Linked DNA regions of Zea mays: all the other regions are linked to region 4. The links are chromatin contacts, called in public Hi-C maps. All regions are on one chromosome and are shown on one strand. Each heading gives the region's core, a stretch centred on a gene start, on an enhancer-like site or on the middle of the called end of the contact. The rest is flanking DNA. Distances are from core to core; before and after follow the strand shown.

Evidence for each region. Hi-C and Micro-C count contacts between places; a contact is called where the count stands out from the background.
Region 1: a contact with region 4 is called in a Hi-C map of leaf, with 4 times the contacts expected there. The contact joins the enhancer-like site here to the promoter of LOC103635154 in region 4. A contact is called at or near these places in 4 of 25 Hi-C or Micro-C datasets (leaf and seedling).
Region 2: a contact with region 4 is called in a Hi-C map of endosperm, with 2.5 times the contacts expected there. The contact joins the promoter of LOC100283072 here to the promoter of LOC103635154 in region 4. A contact is called at or near these places in 6 of 25 Hi-C or Micro-C datasets (bundle sheath, ear, endosperm and 2 more).
Region 3: a Hi-C map of bundle sheath shows a contact between it and region 4, with 6 times the contacts expected there. The contact joins the enhancer-like site here to the promoter of LOC103635154 in region 4. A contact is called at or near these places in 3 of 25 Hi-C or Micro-C datasets (bundle sheath, ear and tassel).

The regions. Positions count from the first base shown.
Region 1 is chr8:47,043,284-47,045,983 of Zm-B73-REFERENCE-NAM-5.0, reverse strand. No RefSeq gene overlaps it. Among protein-coding and RNA genes, the nearest start is that of LOC103635158, 23 kb to the left of the region's middle. Within about 2 kb of position 1,438, at least 19 of the 20 cell types and tissues checked have an H3K27ac peak or open chromatin away from gene starts, as enhancers often do. A contact at or near this core is called in leaf and seedling, where this site is marked.
Region 2 is chr8:46,998,652-47,001,351 of Zm-B73-REFERENCE-NAM-5.0, reverse strand. It overlaps LOC100283072 (rapid alkalinization factor 1), which reads left to right and starts at 1,324. Exons shown (of 1, transcript NM_001155974.2): 1 at 1,324-2,057. The coding sequence starts at 1,422. The coding sequence ends at 1,748.
Region 3 is chr8:47,247,299-47,249,998 of Zm-B73-REFERENCE-NAM-5.0, reverse strand. No RefSeq gene overlaps it. Among protein-coding and RNA genes, the nearest start is that of TRNAW-CCA, 130 kb to the right of the region's middle. Within about 2 kb of position 1,313, at least 18 of the 20 cell types and tissues checked have an H3K27ac peak or open chromatin away from gene starts, as enhancers often do. A contact at or near this core is called in bundle sheath, ear and tassel, where this site is marked.
Region 4 is chr8:46,446,795-46,449,494 of Zm-B73-REFERENCE-NAM-5.0, reverse strand. It overlaps LOC103635154 (ABC transporter C family member 14), which reads left to right and starts at 1,363. Exons shown (of 13, transcript XM_020542610.3): 1 at 1,363-2,700. The coding sequence starts at 1,580.

The sequences.
Region 1 (2,700 bases), core at 189-2,688, 600 kb before region 4:
ATTTACCTTGTAGTCTGGACTATAAGATGGTTACGTTAGGTGTACCTTATGAAGTTGACCATTTTCAACATTTGCATAATGAGGACTCTAGGGAAAAGCCTCGTAGTGAGACCCTAGACATTCACCTCGGAAGTGAATACGGGTCTAACTAACCCGGGCTAGAAGGGAATCGTGAGTCATGGGTAAAGATGCGCCACCTCTGCAGAGTGTAAAACTGATATATCAGCCGTGCTCACGATTAAGAGCAGCCTGGACTCCTCACATGATAATTGAACTTGAAGATGGAAATAAATCGAGATCCGATGATCTACCAATGGTTTGCTTAAGTGGTTTCACTTAAGTGTTTTTGATATACTCTTATACCTTTGTTTAATGGGAATACATGGGATTCACACTTATTAGTAAGACAGGTGTTGTTAATAAAATGTTGACCAACTAAAATGCTTACTGCTCAACCTTAGCCTCACCTTGTTAAACTTGCATTAATTTTCCCCCATTTGCTGAGCCCCAACCATAAGTGAGCTCACCCTTGCTTAAATTTTGATCAGAAGTTTGCAGATGAAGTTATGATGATGAGCTCCATGGATGCTAGTCTAGTGACACCCCCGGTCATCTTCCTGTAGATGGATGTCCATGTTTCACTGTACTTTGATGAATAAAGGTTAAGACATTATGTCTATTCGAAGTGTAATTTGTTAATATAATCGTTATTTACGCTTTTATGCATTGTTCTTTTGATATATTACACTTGTGACATAAACATATGTGTGGAAATAGATCCTGGCACACATATGCGATGCACCCGACTCTGCCCTTAGAAACAGGTGTGACACGTCATGACCAAGATCTCCAGCAGTTTACATCCTTCTTGTAATCAGGTACATTTTGAGGGCCTTTGTCATGCTTGTTAGCTTAGCCGACACACTTGTCTCCATTTTACTACATCTTCTTCTAGGGTTATTATCATATTTTAGTCAGGTTATAATCATAGATAGGCTGACTTTGATTAGCAAGCTTAATTTACTAAACATAGATTAAACAATATCCATCTACAAAAATATGTGTTATGATAAAACTAATGTTGTTATTGTGTACATAATGTTATTATGAAACTAACGCAACCGGAACGGGTCAAATCGGAATTAAAATGAGTAAGTTATGCAATAAACAAGTTTCAGGGTTCACTTTGCATCAAATTAAGGTTCCCAAGGGCTATTTTGTAAATTCTAAGGACACCCGTGTAATATTCTTACACCACAGGAGCTGGCGGGTTAGTTCAGGATTTCCCCAGGGTTTCTTTCGGAAAAGTGCCGTGGCGAAGGGGTACGCAAGGATCGCGACCGTTGGATCAAATTTCAACGGTTCTGATTAGATCCTTGATTGCCTAAAGCGCCATATAAATGTAGCCACCGGATCAGAGATCAGTGGCCTAGCACTTATGAAAGCCAACCAACCTCATACCTTGGATCTAATATGAACGGTCCGAGATCGAGCATTGGGTAGATTTAACCTGAGCCATTCTTTGGTCGATTAACGGCCCCCGACCCATCACCTGCCCCAACACCAGATGGCGACACCGTTTGGCTCCCAGTGGCGGCGCCCTTGCCGGCGATAGCCGCCCCAGCGACGCTGAGCCCTATTCCTAATTCGAACCGGAGCGGCACATCGAGGGGTAAATAGCGAACTCAGTAATGCTTAAATCACCTGGGATTCTGTCGTTCAAGACTCTGCACGCAAGGAGTAGCGCACGGTGGCGAAGTGCTCCACCCGGCGAACAATCCACAGTACTCCGAACAGACTGCGCCCTCGATCTCCCCTATCCACCATCCTTCTGCATTGCGCTCCTTCCTAGATCGATGATCGAGGGCTTGACAACGGCGGTGAGACTATGGATTTACGCCGACGGCTCAATTTCCCCGGCGGTGAGGCGAAGGACACCGCGGCCCGAGACTTATGGCGAGGAGGATTTTATACACCAGTGGCAGGGTCCGCGCGGAGGGATGATGCCAACCACCAGCGAGAATTTCGGTCGGATTCCAGTGCTGCCGCGCGCGGTCGCAATAGCCAGAGATGCGCGCGAGTTTGTTGAGGGGAGGTAGATGGAGCTTCTGCGCGGCTGGCCCCACATGGCGGTGATTCGCTGCGCGCGGAGAAGGCGGTGTGGGACTGACTTGCGGCCCCACATGTTGGCGAAATGGCACACCCAGGCGCGCGCTGCAGTGACCGGCAATGCGGAGCCCGTGAGGCAGTCGCAGAGGGAGGAACACGCGTGGTTTATGTGGGCAGCGCGAGTTGGAGAAGTGGGCCGGTCAGGGAAAATGGCCCAAGCGCTGGTTTCCTTTATTCTTTTCCATTTTCCTTTTTATTTTCAGTTTTCTCTTTTATACAAATTCTTATTTTGAATTCAAGTCTAAGTTGAGGTTCAAATATTTAATATGCACAAGCAAGGATTCAACATGATGCAAGTTTATTCATTCTTTGTCTCTAACCAGAAAAAATAATGCTTTTAAATATGAAATGCACACACACATGATTCCATTTAATAAAAGGTTATTATGAATGGGTAGCTAAATCAGATATATATATATATATATATATATATATATATATATATATATATATATATATATATATAGATATAGATATTCAGAAGTTAATACTTATTTACTAAAGGAGAGGTTAATGTATAATCTTTATCAT
Region 2 (2,700 bases), core at 75-2,574, 550 kb before region 4:
ACAAAGACAGAAAATAAAACAACAACTATGCAGCTCTTTGCACGTATGGCAGACAGTTCGGCTATAAAGACCGGACCAACCGTACAGGGCGCAGACGGTACAACCCCAGAACACTCAGAAAATTAGGAAAGCAAGATGACGAATTGGTCAAGACCAGTACGACACTCGGCGATATTAGGACTGACAGTCTGATCAAAGCTAAACGGGTCACGTCCGTTGAGTTAACCATCGGGAACAAGACCCTTGCGTACTATCCTAGTAGGTGGCAAGATGTCTAAGAAAACCGATGTGATCACATCGAGTTAGTTGCTTTTGGTTCGCTCAGCTACACCAAAAGGCAGGGGGCATATGTTGAGTACCAAAATGAGGACCGAACGGTCCGCACTGGTGGTGCGGACGGTCCGCGCGTGCGCAGAGCAGATTAGGGTTCCGAGTTTTGTGCTACGGTTGTTAGCTAAATTCACGGAATTAGCTCGGAAGATTAGTTTGTAAAGGTCCAGCCCCCCTCCTCTATAAATACAGAGGTATACGACCGATTTGTAATCATCAATCGAATCAATAACACTTTTATCTCGCATTTATTTCCTGTACAATTAGGAGTAGTTCTAGTCTAGTTCTAGTTTAGCCTCTCAATTCTCAAATTCTCAACTTCTCTTCGACTCTACGTCGATTAGAGGAGTCTAGGTCGGTCTGCCCGAGCCTAGACAACTCCTAGGATCTCTCCTCCCCGACGGGGTACCTCTCGGGAGCGAGATCCAGGCGCCGCCGGCAACCTTCGCCCCCCCTGCGCACACGCGGACCGTCCGGCCGGCAGGTAGAAAACCCTAGCCCTGCGCTAGGTCGCGGACCGTCCGGCCCCTGCCGCGGACCATCCGCCCCTATGCAGAGAGAACCGCCACGATTCGTGTTAAGTGATTGGTGTCCGAAAAATGCATCAACAGAAGTATACTCGGTGGAGAGTGACAAAGGGAGTGCAACTGAAGACAGGACTCGGGCGTGTAATGAAGGTACTGTATTTCCCTTTTTTCAACTGAACGGCAGGCAACGGCAACGGCAACGGCCATGGGGTTTCTCCGTCACTCATTCCACACGTCACACGTGAGCCGGTGTTGGGTGCTGAGCCAAACCAGCCAATCCGGGCGCGTCCTGTAACGGAAACCGGCACACGCAGGCTGCGCCGACTGGCCGTGCAGTCGTGCACCAGCCACCAGGTCACGCGCATTCCTGCATTTGCATTCTATTCCATTCCATATTTCCATTCATCCGCTCCGCTCCACTCCAGTCGGTCCTACTAGTCCTACCCTCCCCGCCTCCCCGGCATCCCTTCGCCATAGCAGCACCAGACAGCAGAGCACCAAACCCACACTTCTTTCACCTCCCCTGCCCCCTCCTCCATTCTCCATCGCAATCCGCCGCCGCCGATGGCGAGGCCGACGCGCGCGCTCCTGCTCCCGCTCCTCCTGCTCCTGGTGCTGGCCCGCGCGTCGGGCGACGTGCCGGCGGCGGCGTCCCTCGGCTGGGACCTCCGCGTGGTGGGCGCGGGAGAGGACGAGGAGTTCGGCTTCCCTGGCGGGGACTCCGTGGCGTGCCGGGTGCTGCAGGGCGGCGGCTACCTCAGCTACGGCGCGCTGCGCAGGGACAACGTGCCCTGCTCCGTCCGGGGAGCCTCCTACTACAACTGCCGCCCCGGCGGGCAGGCTAACCCCTACTCGCGCGGCTGCTCCGCCATCACACGCTGCCGCGGCTGATCTCGGCGTCCGCCAATAGGAAGAGGAGGTTCATATCCGTTTATCCTGCGCCGTTGTTGGCTGATACGGAGAAAATCATTCATCTCCCTCCCTGCCCCTTTAATCGATTATTGGTACATGTACGCTACTCTCTCTCTCTCTCTCTCTTGTTGATTGATTTTGTTTCTCTTGTTGATTGATTTTAACGAGAATGATTGTGTTGGTTGTGGGTTATGACTGGAGTATCTCTCTCTCGCTCCGGTCCTGTAAATTCCATGATTTTCGAGCAGCTGGTGTATAAACTACAAACTGATGATGACGATTTCCCCGTCAACCTGTGTGATTGTGATTGTAAGATAGCCACACGGTGACACGGGTCCGCGTCGCAAGTCGCAACAACCAGCTCCATGATTTCAAGTTTCTTTCTTTATTTTTTTGTCCTCGCTGCAAGTAATTATACTGATAGCGTAGCGATTCTTTGCTTGGTCTGAGCAAGTTGCAATTCTTCTGACATCTTGCGTGCCTGACAATTTTGCCTGCTGGGCTGCTGCCTGCCACCAGCCATAGATCATGCCTCGGAGGAAGCGAGGTCAACGAGAGCCTTTTCTGTTATTAATTATCTGGGCGTTTCGAAACGGGCAGAAGAATAGAACAACAGTTCTGGGGTCTATTTCTTTCCTTTTTTATCGTTTCCTTCTGGAGGAGCCGAGCCTACAAGATATTAAATAATGATAAATCAAATCATTCTATTCCAGGAACCCAACAATAAAACGAGGAATGGAAAAATAATAGACTATTACCATATTTCTCAAACCAAACCTACATAAATGGTTAGAATTAGGCTTACTAGTGTGTGACCCAATTTAATAACGAAGCCAAGGTGATGTGTAGAGATTGTTTGCGGCTTTACTCTCATATTGTCCATCTATGTAATAGAGAACCAGATTATATCTAGGAGTGTTCACTACTATTC
Region 3 (2,700 bases), core at 64-2,563, 800 kb before region 4:
AATACTAATGAAAATATGATAATAGTTTGATAATTTAGATTTAACCAAAAAGTACAATTTAGGGAATTGGAAATAATACAGAAAAAAAAGAAAGAGAGAGATATTATGAAAGACAAAATAGATTTACAAGAAAAGAAACCCATCCCATAATGGCATGTTCAAAACATACATTCAAATTTTAGTACAAATTCGCAACAAGATTTGAATTCAAATTTTAGGTTTAAAATAAAAAGGAGAAACAAAACAGGAAATAAAGTTAGAAAAAAAAGAGAACAAAAGCACTTGGGCTGAAACCTCCCTGGAGGCCCACTCCTCCATTTTCCCCACGCCGCGCGCGCTTACACCATGGGCCTAGTGGGCTAGTGGCCAATCTTTTGCTTCCCGCTGGCGTGCGCCTGACGCTGTTGGGTGGGCCCGTCGTGGCAGCCCAGCACAGCATGGTCACGGGAGGGATCTCTCAGACCCTGGTGTAGCTGGCTCGTGGGGCCGACTCGTCAGGAACGTCTTCCCCACAGAGTACACTCACGCGACAAGGAAGGTTCTACTCGGCTCGCACGCGTGGCATGACCTTCTCTGCCATGCGGGCGATCCATGTTCAGGCGCTGCCGGGAGGACCCTGTGCTAGCTCTATTCCCCCCCCCCCCCCCCCCCCATGGATCAGAAGTGGGAGCGGTAACAACCACTTGGGGGCGCCGCGATCTCCGCCACGATATCCGCGCGCGCAATTCTGGATGATGGATCAAATCCGAACTTCGTCGCACTATAAAAACCTAAGCCTTTCATCAATCGAGCCATCCCTCTAGTCACCATGGGTTCTGCGACCATGGGCACCGTGCATCCCGGAGCGCCATTGATGGGTGAGTGAAGGATGGTTGCGCCGCGCGATGAAAACTCTGATTTCCGGATCGTCGCGCCCTCTGCAACCGGTGAGAATCTTGCTGGGCGCGCAATGGATCGACAATCGCGAGATTGCTCGTCGTCGACCAAACACCGCTGCGGATCCGCGTGACGCCGTGGGCAACCCTGTTGCTGCCTCCATTACTGGTGATAAGCTATTTAATCAATTCGGATGACCCTCCTCGGTGTGTTGCGCCCACCCGTGACCAATTTTTGCGCCGCGGCTTTGATTCGGCCGTTCACCGGCGTACCTCGCCGCGCGGCGGTGCCGCCATCTCTGGGTGGTGCCTGGCAGCCAGGGTGTGGTTGGGGGCGGTGCGGTGACCCTTGATTCAATGAACGACCCAGATTAGGTCATAGGCGTACCCTTTCATCTAATAGAATCGTGACCGTTCATCTTTGATGTACGCACCAGATTCGCTCGCATCACTTTAAAATCTGAACCTTCGGATCGTGATCGGTCGACCGCGGGTGCATACCTGTTCGGGTTTAACTCTAGCCGTCTGATGAGGATCTGAGGGCCAAAAGTCACGCGCATGTGCCAGTCATGGCTATCTTATTAAGAAACCCTCGTAGTTTTACAGATTTATCCCGCAGTCCACGGCAATGAAAGAACCATCACCAATGGGTCCTGGAATTTGCATTTGACCCCCTGAGATTCTAGAGAATAGTGGGCGCAGTCCGCGAAGCTTAAAAGAAATCTGGAAAAAAATAGTTTTAAGTGTAAAAATAAATGTAAAACCTTAGGAAAGTCATATCTTCTTCGTTTCTGCTCCGATTTTCCCTGTTCAAGTTGTGTTAGCTTCGTAATAAAATATCTACCCTTTGGTAACCTTATTTTTATCATGTAACATGTTTTTAAATAATGTGTTTACCCTATGTTCATCTGATTAACTTCTCTAATTAAAATTAAAGTAATGTTTTCAGTCCCTAGTTATAATTTGACTAAAATATGCTTTCTAATCAAGTTATAACTTGAATTAAAATTAAATTAATGATTTTCTTAGGAATATCTTTCTCACATGATTTATAATAATCAACATAGGACATAGTTTTCCTGTTTAAAACACGTAAACCTTCGAAAATTCATAACTTTATAACGGTAACTCCGATTTTTGTGGTTCTCGAACCCATGACCTCATAGCTGTAACACCCCTGGTGTTACTGCCACTAAAACTTGAGCATGACATCATAAGCATTGGCATATCATGTGATTGTACTCGGCGGCGGCGACAAGGTCCGCGTCGGTGGCGTCGCGTTTCGCTTGCGACTTCTTCTTGCCTTTCTTCTTGGCGCCGCGCTGAGTTGACGCCTCAGGGACATCTTCTGGTGCGCGGCCCTGGGGCTGCTTGTCCTTCTGGAAGATGGCCTCAACCGCCTCCTGGCCAGAGGCGAACTTGGTGGCGATGTCCATCAGCTCTCTCGCCCTGGTGGGGGTCTTGCGACCCAGCTTGCTCACCAGGTCGCGGCAGGTGGTGCCGGCGAGGAACGCGCCGATGGCATCTGAATCGGTGATGTTGGGCAGCTCAGTGCGCTGCTTCGAGAATCGTCGGATGTAGTCCCGGAGAGACTCTCCTGGCTGCTGTCGGCAGCTTCGGAGATCCCAGGAGTTCCCAGGGCGCATGTACGTGCCCTGGAAATTGCCGGCGAAGGCTTGGACCAGGTCGTCCCAGTTGGAGATCTGCCCCGGAGGCAGGTGCTCCAACCAGGCGCGAGCGGTGTCGGAGAGGAACAGGGGGAGGTTGCGGATGATGAGGTTGTCATCGTCCGTTCCACCCAGTTGGCAGGCCAACCGGTAGTCCG
Region 4 (2,700 bases), core at 114-2,613:
CCCCTACCTCCAGTCGCGCCCTGGCCGTTGGCCGGACCGTCCGCACCTCGTGCCCGCGTCGCATCCACGCCCGGCCAAGCCACTTGTGCCCGCGCTAGGCCGGACCGTCCGCGTCCAACCCCTCGCCTACCTGCGCCTAAAACTGTCGTCGTTGGATCTTCCTCTCCTTCTCACATTCACTCCACTAAGGAAACAGACGCCATCAATGGCTTTGATGGACACCGGCGTCCCTTCCTCTCCCTCGGCGTCCTCTCCCCTCCCCCTCCTCCTCTATAAAAGGGCAGCCGAGCTCCCCCTATCCCCTGTCGAGCTCGCCCCCATTTCCTCTCCGTCGCTAAGGGTTCCTCACGCCTTCGCCGTTGAGCGCCCGAGCTCGCCGAGCCTCTGCACGCCCACACCGGAACTCGTCCATACCATCCGAGCCCCCGTCCGGACCGTCTGGGACCGTGCCGAGCCCCATCGTACCGAACCCTCGCCTTGACACGCGACCGAGCCATGTCCCCCACCGTGCCTCGCCGGACCGGCCGCCATCGTCTGTCATCGCCGTTTATCGTCAGGTTGTGAGCAATCCGAAATAGTTTTGTTAATTTTCAAAAACATGCTTTGAACTAGTGTATGAGATTTTACAAATTATTGTATTGGGATGTTGGGATTCGAAATCCATGTGTATGTAAATTATTAGTATATGTACATGAATTGTTATTAGTCAAATCATTTGGTTATAATGGTTTTAGAATATTGGATTAAATAGAGTGACAAAATTTGGTAGACATGTGGTAGTACAAATGTGTTCATTTTGATGTATGCATAATAATTTTTTATATCTAACAATATGTATAAGTGATAATGTTTAACATCAATAACAAAGAACGTATGTTTTAATTATAATTTAAACGGGGATGGAGATCTCCGTTGTGGATTTATCACCGTGGGAAACAGGGATGAGGAAGAAATGTTTTCCATAAGCGGTTTGTGGAGATCCCGCAGGAAAATTTTTGCATCGCGGGTACGAGGATGGGAGCTATTGGTGGCGGGGAACTCCCCCATCCCTACACCAGCCTTATGCTGTGCATGAAGCTGCCTTGTAGAGGCGTGATGCATATTCTGGCGACGCAAAGATTAGGACGGAATACGTGGGTGCCATATGGTGCTTAGTAAGAAGGCACGGCAGGCAGACGACTGCACACGTCATGTTGACCGCGCCGTTTGCCGCCCGCTGTAGCACGGCAGCGGCGGAGACAAGCGCATGGTTCTCAGCACGGATCCACGGGATGCTGGATTGTGGAACCACACCACACAAAAGCCAGCCGCTATTGGCCCCCCTCCGCTGGCAGTTCTGTTCCGTTCGGCTGCCCCGGCACACGTCGTCTCTGCCACTCACCGCGAGTCCGCAACCAAACAATAAGAAGCAGCCTTCCTTGCTCTGCGTCAGTGCATCTCCTTCCCCTCCCCTCCTTCCCCTCCCCTCCTCTCGTCTGGGGACTGGGCGTCTGGCTGGCACGCAGCCAAGCCACACACTCCCTCGTCAGCCTCTGCATGCCACGCCGCCCCTGATCACCAGAACCCGCCCGGCCGCCGCATGGCCCTCGCGTCGCAGCCGCCTTGGTGGCTCACCACGGAGGCTTGCGACCTCCCATCCGCGCCCGCCGCGGGGCTCGGGGAATGGGTCGCCTTCCTCTTCCTCTCCACGTGCTCGCAGCAGATGCTCCTCTCCGCCGCGTCCGCCGTCTTCCTCGTCGCGCTGCTCTGCCTCGGCGCCGCCAAGCTCATCTCCACACGGCGACGACGCCATGGCGGCGGCGCCCTCAACGGCGACAAGCAGCCGCTGCTGGACAGGGCCGGGGGGCGGGCCGGGGTTCGGGTCGGCGCCGGGTTCGTCGTCGCGCTGGCGGCGTCCGGTGTCCTCGCCGCGTTCTACGCCTCGCTGCTCGTCCTTTCCCTGGTCAACAGAGGCGGCGGAGAGGGCGAGGCCCTGGAGGCGGTGTTCCTGGCGCTGCAGTGCGCGGCGCACCTGGCCGCCGCGGCCGTCGTCGCGCACGAGAAGCGGTTCCGCGCGGCGGCGCACCCGCTGGCCCTGCGCCTGTACTGGCTGGCGGCGCCCGCGCTGACGGCGCTCCTCGCCGGCACCTCCGTCGCGCGCCTCGTGGTGGCCGCCGCTAGGCTCCCGGACGACGCGCTCGCGATCGCGGCGCTGGTCCTGTCCCTTCCCCTCCCGGTCCTCTCCATCCTCGGGTCGACGGGCATATCCGTGGCGGTGGTCAACGACGCCACCGGGGCGGCGGAGGAGGAGACGGCAAGCAACAAGGCGACGGAGAAAAACGTGACCCCCTACGCGACGGCGTCGTGGGCTTCGCGCGCGACGTGGGCTTGGATGAACCCGCTGGTGCAGCGCGGGCACCGCGCGGCGCTGGAGCTGTCGGACGTGCCGACGCTGGCACCGTCCCACCGCCCAGAGCGCATGCACGAGCTCTTCACCCTGCACTGGCCGTCGGCGTGGGCGTCCAAGGACAACAACCCGGTCCGGCACACGCTGTTCCGGACCTTCTGGGCGCAGTTCCTGCTGAACGCGTTGCTGGCGCTGCTCCGGCTGACCGTCATGTACGTCGGCCCGACGCTCATCCAGAGCTTCGTGGACTTCACGTCCGCCGGCGGGCAGCGGCCGTTCGGGGAGGGCGCGCGGCTGGTGGCGACGCTGCTGGC